Linked DNA regions of Mus musculus: regions 2 and 3 are each linked to region 1. Evidence: chromatin contacts called from public HiCAR-type and promoter capture Hi-C data. All regions are on one chromosome and are shown on one strand. Each heading gives the region's core, a stretch centred on a gene start, on an enhancer-like site or on the middle of the called end of the contact. The rest is flanking DNA. Distances are from core to core; before and after follow the strand shown. Region 1 holds the start of Clasp2 (CLIP associating protein 2). Region 2 holds the start of Trank1 (tetratricopeptide repeat and ankyrin repeat containing 1). Region 3 overlaps Dclk3 (doublecortin-like kinase 3).

Region 1 (2,950 bases), core at 114-2,613:
ATCGGATCCTCTGGAACTGTAGCTAGATGGTTGTGAGCTGCCATGTGGATCCTGGGAATCGAATCTAAGTCATCTGCAAGAGATCTGATGATGCCTCTGCCTCCAAGGGCACCCAAACTCAGGTGCTTATGCCAACCATTATGGAAAACTGCAAACAACCCAGAGGCCTATTGCTATATGGACGGATGGATCAACAAGTCAGAGTATAACGGGGAAGGATTAAGTATAAAAAGGTAGAGACTTTTAAGATACGTACTTCATGGAATGAAATACCAACATTTTGCTATGAGAAGTTAGACCCAAAGATTACAGCAGCAGATTGAGCCCTAGGGATATTGGGATCAGGGTTAAAGAAACTGGGAGAGGGGGAGGAAAGGAAAAAGAACACAGTGTGGAGTTACATAACTTTAAAAAATGGAAAATTACCCTACCATGTTAGAAATAAGTTTAGAATGCAAGAGACTGAGTTCCCGACTCGTCCAAGTGTCACAGCTAAACCTGTTCTCTACAACACTGGGCTGGAGAGATGGCTCAGCAGTTAAGAGGGTTTGCTGCTTTTGCAGAGAACCCAGGTTCAGTTCCCAGCATTCACATCAGGTGGCTTACAACTGCCACTTAACTCCATCCAGATCTGACTTCCTGGAACTTTTGGTTTCTGCAAGCGGGCACACTCAGGTGCACACACGTACACATGAAATAAAAAGAAATCTTATAAGTTAACGGCCCCAGCCATCCCCAAACAAAACTCGAGTTCTGTGGCTCAGGCTTGGGAGGCAGGGGTAGGGCCAGAAATGTAAGACCATACTGTAGGGTGAGTTCGAGGACATCCTGTGCTGCCTTTAGTCTCTGTCCAAACAAAAATCAAATTAAAGTCGCCCAGGGCAGAGGTGGTTAGTGGGTAACGGCGGTCTGGGGGCTTCCCGAAGTGAGGGTGGGAGGTGAAAGTGCGTCAAGAGAAAATGTGGATCCATTTGCAAAACCTCGGTATCAACTGGAAACAGAAAGTCCTCCAGGGCGACTGTGGGGGTGGCAGCAGGAAGGGACAGCCAGGCCTGTGCCGAGGAAGAACGCGACCCGTGTATTCCGGTTTTAAGAGACGGCAGGGGCGGGGCAGGGAGAGAAGTACCAAAAAGTTTTGAGTCTTGATGATGGCGGCGGAGCGAATCGCCGGAGATGCCGGAATTCCCACACTGGCCTTCCAGGGTCGCCCACGCGAGGCGACCCACACGGCCCCGACAGCCCAAGGCTCGGGCCATCAGTAGCGCCACAGGCCGCAGCCCACAGGGGCTCGGGCGCGCCGGGAGGCCGGGCTGGAGGCCGGGCGCGTCGCTCTGACGTCACGCGCGCGCTGACGTCGCCGGCAGCCGCAGCCTCTGAAGCGGGGCTGGGACCGGGGGGCGCCGAGTTTGATTAGTTTAGGGGGGCCGTCCCCCGCCGGCCGCCGCACCCCAGGCAGCGGCGTCTCTGCGTGTCGGCGCGTCCCGGAGGCTTCACCGCCGCGCCTCGGCGGTGCTGCGAGGAAAGTTGGCGTGTAAGGGGCGACGGGCGTGTGAGGGGTGGCGGGCGCGGCCATGGAGCCCCGCGGCGCCGAGTACTTCTGCGCCCAAGTGCTGCAGAAGGACGTGAGCGGCCGGCTGCAGGCGGGCGAGGAGCTGCTGCTCTGCCTCGGCACGCCCGGAGCCATCCCGGACCTGGAGGACGATCCGAGCCGCCTGGCTAAGACCGTGGACGCGCTCACCCGCTGGGTGGGCTCGAGCAACTACCGGGTGAGCGGCGGTGCGAACGGGCGCGCGGCCGGGGCGGGCGGGCGCGCTGCCGCCGGGGTCCGGGGACGCGCTGGCATCGCCCCCCAGGGCTTGGGGTACGGCCCCAGGCGGCGGTTCGGTGACACGTTGCTGTGTTGCTTGGCGCTTTACAAAGTGGTAACTTGCGGCCCAAGGCTTTAAGACTTTGTAACGTTTGTCTACGCCCGATGGCAACGCCTGCGCTGAGATGGGGCGTTTGAGTACGGCGTGAAGTTGGACCGTCAAGTTCATCTCTTGCTGTTATACTTAATCTCCAGTTTCTTTTCTCTCTACCCTCTCTTCATCCCTCTCCGCCTCTCTTCCTTTTTTTTTCTTTTTTGCTTCTCTCTTCCTCCCTCTCTTTCCTCTGTCGTTCCCTCCCCGTCTCCCTCCTCTCTTTTCCTCTCCCCTCTCCCTTTCTCCCTCTTTTCTTTCGTAGTCTTTACGTGAAGGTTGAGATCACCCAAAAGCACCGTTAGCGCGTATTCAGGTCCTTCGCACGGAAGGACTGCTCATCTCATGGCATTTATTCACATTTCCCTTAATTGACAGCAGAAAGCCGTTGACCACTCATCAGTTCTCTTGTTTTCCCGCAGTTGGGACGAACTTAGATTTGAAACACTATGGTTTAGTTGATGCTGCAAACGAAGCGGGAATGGGGAGGAGTGCGGTAAGGTACGAGGAGGAATGGGTGTCCGGTCAGCATCAGGGAGTTGTTATGTAGCCACCGATGGAGAAAAGTGAATATTCTGTAATTAGTTGGAGTTGTTAGTGGTTACTTTTCTTTTTAGTCTTCTGGTGGCAGTATTGCTTTAAAATGCAGGCGGGAGCTCCCGTGGATGGAACGATTCTTAGTGATGTATCCAGCAAATAGGCTGTACTTTGAAAGCTTCTATCTATAGAGACAAGAAAAGCAGTTTTAATGATGAGATCTTTATGGAATTGTTGGAAGGTTAGACTTAGCAAGATTTAAAATAAAGTTTTCCTAGCACATATTATCAAATGTACATAATGGGTTTCACTGGCATCTTCATGCATGCATCTGTGTAATGTACGTTGTTCACTTTCACCGCTATTTCCCACTCTTGCTATTTCCATATAGTTCCTCTCTACCTTTGTATCTTTTTTTTTTTTGATTAAATGAATCAGTAAGCTTAAGGTTATTT
Region 2 (2,950 bases), core at 155-2,654, 2.4 Mb before region 1:
ATGTTTCTAGCAGTTTCAACAATTCTCAAAGCTACAAGTCACTGGAGTGAATGATTTCTGAGCCTGAATTTTATACCCAGATAAACTAGAATACCAAATATAAAGGTCTTTTGGTACGCAGCCTCAAAGTATTTACCAGATAGGGATAGTGTATGAAACTGGGAAGAAGTATTCCAAGTAGCAACCAAACACGTTTACAGACATGAACAGAGCAATTAAATAAGCATGGAAAGACTCAAAGGGTTGTTAGATAGGAGGGCAGCAGGGGATTGCTTTTTTTTTTTTTTAACAGCACCAACACCTCATTTTGATAATAGTTGAAGTGATTTTGAAAAGCAAGATCTACTTATGTGATGATTTTGAAGAGTATAGTCCACATTAGAGGTCAATGCTATGGAAATGGACAGAAAAGCACAGATGCACATTTTATTCTTGTACTGCCTCCACAATCTCTTGCCTTATTCTGACATAAGAAACCCACTAGCCTTACTCTGACGTAGGAAACCCACTAGGCCTTTTGGAAGTGGAAATGATGAGGCTGTGGTGGTGGTGGTGGTGCTGTTGCTGGTGGTGTACCAAACATGTTAGAGCTGAGAAGGTTTTATAAAATCTCTTTAAAATGAAAGGTCTAGCAATGTCTCATGACAGCAAGCCTTTCAAATTCTACTACTTGATACAATGTCTTGGAAAGCTTTAAAAATTGCACCCTGGAGATATATGCCATAAGAAATCAGAAGCAAAGGCATCCACCAGCGTTTTAAAAATCCCACCAGGGTGGGGGTATGACTGGAGTTCAAGCGTTTGTGGGAGCACTGTGTCCGGGACCCTAGGCTAACACTGAGGAGCCTAAAGGCTCAGCCCTAGGCAGTGGGGTGCCACCCAAGGGTTTTGAGGGGGAATGGCGCCTCACATTTGTGTGTGTGCGTGAGTGCGTGTGTGGTGGCATGGGGGTCGAATTGAGAGAAGGCCAGAAGGAGGCTGCTGGTCAGGGCTGACTGGTTCCGACTCCCCTGGAGGAGCTGGGAAGGACCGCGGTGTTCCTGGCCTCGTCCCTCCGCCTCCCCCGGCCGGCTCCTGTCTTCCGCTGTTCGACGCGCCCTGGGCTCTGGCCCAGGAGGCCCATGAGCCACCAGGAGGCAGCGTGCCAGCGGCCGCGCCCTCTGATTGGGTCCCGGGCCCCTGGAGGGTGGGAACGTGACTCCTGTCCCCTCAGTCGCGAGGACCACCCGGCGGGGGGCGAGCACGCATCCCGGCTCAGGAGAGCTTCGGAGCCACCTCGCCTCACCCTCACGACTTCGCGGCCCTTCTGCCAGGCGCCTGGACGGTTCCCGCCCGCGTGACAGGAACTCGGCAAATGACGGAGGCGACGAGCGTCGCGCTGCTCGGAGCTTCGCTGCCCGGTCTGCTCCCGACCTCCAGGAACGGCGCGTCGGGCGCGCGGTGAGTGCGACGTCGGCGTCTGAGGGGACGACCCGAGGGGAGCGCGCCGCCGCGAGCTCGCCGAGCCATGGCTTCCACGACCGCGGGCCGCCGCTGGCCTCCGAGGAGACGCAGCTCGAGACGGGGCCCCACGCCGCGGTCCCGCGCGCCCGGCGCGAAGCTTTCGGCCCCGGAGGCCGGGCCGCCACGCCGCGGGCCTCTCCCGCGCGGCGGTGCGGGACGCGACACTCTCCTCGGAGCAAAGGCGACACCTTCGTCTCCCGCCGCGAGGCGATACGTGACGGCTCTCGGGCCCCCGCAGCCGCGTGGGAGCACGGACTCGGCCTGCGCGGCGCTCCCGCAGCCGGTCCCGCACGAGCCGCGGGAAGCAGCTTTCCGCCTGGCCCCGGCCTCGGAACGCGGGGCCTCGGTGTCACCTGCGCGCATCCCGAGGCGGCGGCGGCGAGTCCCGGCCATGTGGGACCCGCGCGCGGCAAGGTGCGTAGCTGGCGGGGGTTGGGGGGGGGGCGTCTGGGGCTTTGCGGGCCCCGAGTCCCCGAGGCCCCGCGGGGTTGTCTGCCCTCCCCCCTTCTCCCTCCCTCGACCGCGGCCTGGCGCGGGAAGGCGCGCGGGGCGACACGGCCCGGGCGGGCAGCGGTGCCCGGCGGAGCTTTCCCTGCGGGGACCCCCACCCCCATCCTCCCCCACCCCCCGGAGGGGCCTCCGGGCCACACCGCGGCGGACGCGCCTCGCCGCACAGCTTGGCTCGAGGTGTGCGGAGCCGCGCGGGGATGACGGCGCGGCATCGGCGGGGAGCGCGGGGCGCGGGCTGCCCCCTGGAGGGGGAGGCCTCGGTCCTCCATCCCTGCGGCCTCCGCGGCCCACCCTCCGCCGCCGACCCGAGTCGCGGGGCGGTTTGCTCAGGAGCGCGGGTTCAGCCTGCTGCTCGGCCCGGCTCAGCCCGGTTCGTCCTCGGGCCCCCAACCCCCGCACTCTTGCACTCGCGGGCTCTGCGCACTTGTAACCCGCCGCGGAGGGCTCGCGGGCCCCGCTGGGGGGGACTCTGCTCTCTGCTGGGGGCGTTTCACCGAGGCAGGCAAGAGAGAGGCTGCCTGGGGATAGTTCTTAGGGAGATGTGCAACTTGGAAAAAAAGAAAAAGCAAAATTTAGAAAGGAGGGCAAGGGAGTCCGTGAGCTCTGCAGCCTGGGGACCCGCTTCAGCTCAGTTAGCACTGTCGCAATCACTGCATCTTTAGCTAGAGAGGATGAGTGGAAAGCCAGAGGCTCTGCGGTCCCTTACACCCGGATTTATCCCCAGCTACCCAGTGTTCAGCTTTTCCCGTGCAAGGCACCTTTTTGATTTTGAGGAAAGGCTATTACACTGCTGGCATCTACAACCTCTTTGGTGCTTTCTAGAAAGTACCTTCTTGTAGAGGGAGCAGGAATATTTAAAACTGTTTTTCTATCGGGGCTCTTTTGTAGGATTGCAGGGCGAATTCCGTCCCCCCCCCTTTTTGTATCTTAAAAAAAT
Region 3 (2,950 bases), core at 212-2,711, 2.3 Mb before region 1:
CATTCTTTTACCCAAGCCGTTTTATCAGCTGTGATGAAACGTGATCAAAAGCAAACTAGGAAGGAGGGGGCTTATTTGGCTTACAAATCCTGGGTGGGAGTCCACGGAAGGAGCCAAGGTGAGAGGGAACTCCAGGCAGGAGCCTGGAGGCCATAACTGAAACAAAGACCACGGAGGGGTGCTGCTTCCTGGCTTGTTCTCCTAGGGTTTCTCAGCCTGCTTTCTCATACAACACAGAACTACGTGCCCAGAAGTGGCTCCTCTCACAGTGGCCTAGGCCCTTGTACTTTAGTCATTAATCAAGAAAATGCCCTATAGATTTGCCCATGGGCAACCCAATGGTGACATTTTCTCAGTTGAGATTCTTTTCCCAAATAACTCTAGTTTTTTCTCTCTCTCTCTTTTTTTTTTGTCAAGTCAACAAACCTGACTGTCATGATGTGTCCATGCAAGTCAGAGGATAACTTTCCAGAGTTGGTTTTCTCCTTCCATCTTGTTGGAGTCTTTCTTGTTACTGCTTCTGTGCCCTACAAGGCAGCTGCTCCTGGAGTTGCCAGATACTCCCCTACCCTGCTGCAGTAGTGCTGGGTAGTAGTAGTGCATGTGGAAACATGTCTGGATTTTTATATTATTTCCAGAGATTTCACTCACATCATTAAGCTCGCACAGGCCTTTTTACCCACGAAGTCATCTTCCGTGGCTCTACATTTCCTTCCATTTCTTCCTTCTCTCCCCATAAAGACAGGTCCATGAAAGCAGGCACGATTTTATTCAGACTCTACCACGGAACCGAGAACGGTTTTGCTACACGGAGGACAGTTAACAGACATGCGTTGGATGCCATCGCTCACTGCTGTCTGGGAAACAGCAAACACTCCATTGCTTGCTGATATCATTGAGATCAGCAAATTGAAAGGACCGTGGTGCCCTGGCATTTATCATGAAGGGCCACTCAGAGCCTAGTTTGCCTCAGACGAAGCAATAGCGAATGAGACAGTTATGCCAATAAGCCACATTTTTTTTTTCTGGACAGGGAAAAGGGGCCAGGAACTTAGTGTGCTCCCTTTAATTCTCCAGGCTGCAGAGCTGTGTCTGTGACCTGCCCCCACGAGTGAGCCGGCTGCAGGCAGACTGAGTCAAGCTCATTTTCTGGTGAAATGAGGTTTATGTTGTCCATTAACTCAGGTCCTCCTGTTTTTGCCAACTTTAATAGAATTGCAAGAATAATTTGGCTGTCTGCCTGCATGGTCTGAATTAGCCTCCGATAACTCTCTCGGTGGAAACTGAATTTTTATATTCGCTGGTGTTCTTGTCCCTTCTCTATTGCTTTTAAAAAAACCTTTATTATTATCAAAAATTTTTTTGGCTAATATATTCACTGACGTATCCCAGACTTGCCTCAAGCTTGTTGCGTAGCCCGAGGATGACCCTGAACATCTGATCATCTCGCCTCTATCTCGCTTGTGCTGGGGTTACAGGCGTGTGCCACACCTGGTGTATGGGAATGAAGGCAGGATTCCAGCGTGCTAGGCATGCATGCTGCAAACTGAGTTACAGGCCCCATTATTCAGTCTTTTTGTTGTTTCTGTCTTCTGGGTCTGAATGGAGGCATTTTTCCCACTTGATGACCAGACTCTCAACAGAGTCTTTGTTCTTTCCTTTGCTGTTTTTCCTGAACCCTTTAAGCAGGAGCGATTCTTCTGAGAGCTCTGGGTAGGTCCTGTGAGCTGGGCCGAATAAGATAGTCCACCAGTTACCCACGCCCACAGTTTTCACATGCAAGATTAGGGGTACCTAGGGACTAGTTTTACTTGGGGACAGTTGGTTTACCTTGTATTTTCTGACCAGGACAAGATCCTGGGATCTGTCTGTGGCTCAGCTTGTTCTCACAGTGCGAGGGATGGACCAGGCAGCAGTGTGTCACTGGAGAGTGAGCTCCGTGGCTGGTTGAGAATGGGAAGTTGCTCTGGGAAGTAGAAACTGTAATGGTGATGTGTTCGGTGTAGACAAATATCTCTGAGAGGTTAAGCAGACGCAGATCTTTGTAGAATTAAATATCACAGCTGAGATCTTTGAGTGCTTTAAGGCAGTGGTGTGTGTGTGTGTGGGGAGAGAAAGAGAGAGAGAGAGAGAGAGAGAGAGAGAGAGAGAGAGAGAGAGAAAGGGTGATGGCAAACTACAGATTAGCTGTAATTTTTCTTTTTAACAGTTTTCATCATTCACATTTACATGCATGCATACAACATATTAGGAGCAGATTCATCTCCTACAAGCATCTTGTCCCCTCCTGATGCTGCTCACTCTATTTTTCCCAACTAGTCTCTCTCCCTGCCATATTTATATATTTTCTATATGTGTGTGTACTTGTATGTGTGTACAAGTCTTGTGTGGGTGAATAGCTATAGTATTTTCAGCTCAACACACAATCTGTTCATGGCTACCAGACCAGTTGGCATTTAGAACTTTTTTTGATTTTGATAAAAAAAAAAAAAGGTCAGTTTTATTCTCTCCAAATAAACTTTGGTTGGCATCAGGACCTCTGAAACCTGTGACATCACATCGGCGGGACCCACAGACCTTTTCCCAAGGCAACAGCCACCATATTCCCAGAATCCACTTGGCTCACCTCCCACCTTTACCAGTGTTACATCATTACCCATACACAAAGAAAGCTCCCTCCCACCTTTTTCTCTCTCTTCTCCACTTCTCTTTCCGCTGCCATCTTCCTTGCCCCCCTCTCTCCCAATAAACCTCTTACATGTGGAACTGTTTTGGCCTGGTGTGCAGACTCAAGCTGCTATTCTAACACATCAAATTTTATGCATGTACAAGTATATATATGTGTGTGCGTGTACATGTGTACATGTACAGCTTCAAAAACAGCAGGAAGCTGTGTGTGAGCCATCTTTTGTGTATGAGGTAATGCCTTGCTCTTCCTGGGTGATCTGTC

The links. Promoter capture Hi-C pulls out the DNA fragments that hold promoters and counts their contacts. HiCAR-type assays count read pairs that join an accessible place to other places.
Region 2: a promoter capture Hi-C map of embryonic stem cells shows a contact between it and region 1, with 3 times the contacts expected there. The contact joins the promoter of Trank1 here to the promoter of Clasp2 in region 1. A contact is called at or near these places in 3 of 39 promoter capture datasets (cranial neural crest, embryonic stem cells and hippocampal neurons) and 2 of 115 datasets of contacts at active chromatin or transcription factors (astrocytes and stem cell-derived neural progenitor cells).
Region 3: a contact with region 1 is called in a HiCAR-type map of astrocytes, with 5 times the contacts expected there. The contact joins the enhancer-like site here to the promoter of Clasp2 in region 1. A contact is called at or near these places in 2 of 39 promoter capture datasets (the C10 cell line and hippocampal neurons) and 4 of 115 datasets of contacts at active chromatin or transcription factors (astrocytes, embryonic forebrain, embryonic limb bud and 1 more).

Annotation. Positions count from the first base shown.
Region 1 is chr9:113,740,110-113,743,059 of GRCm38.p6, forward strand. Clasp2 (CLIP associating protein 2) reads left to right here and starts at 1,364. Exons shown (of 40, transcript NM_001114347.1): 1 at 1,364-1,766. The coding sequence starts at 1,572.
Region 2 is chr9:111,310,335-111,313,284 of GRCm38.p6, forward strand. It overlaps Trank1 (tetratricopeptide repeat and ankyrin repeat containing 1), which reads left to right and starts at 1,405. Exons shown (of 22, transcript NM_001164659.1): 1 at 1,405-1,917. The coding sequence starts at 1,508.
Region 3 is chr9:111,472,915-111,475,864 of GRCm38.p6, forward strand. All of the region lies in intron 2 of Dclk3 (doublecortin-like kinase 3), which reads left to right. Among named protein-coding and RNA genes, the nearest start is that of Dclk3, 35 kb to the left of the region's middle. Within about 2 kb of position 1,462, at least 30 of the 459 cell types and tissues checked have an H3K27ac peak or open chromatin away from gene starts, as enhancers often do. A contact at or near this core is called in astrocytes, where this site is marked.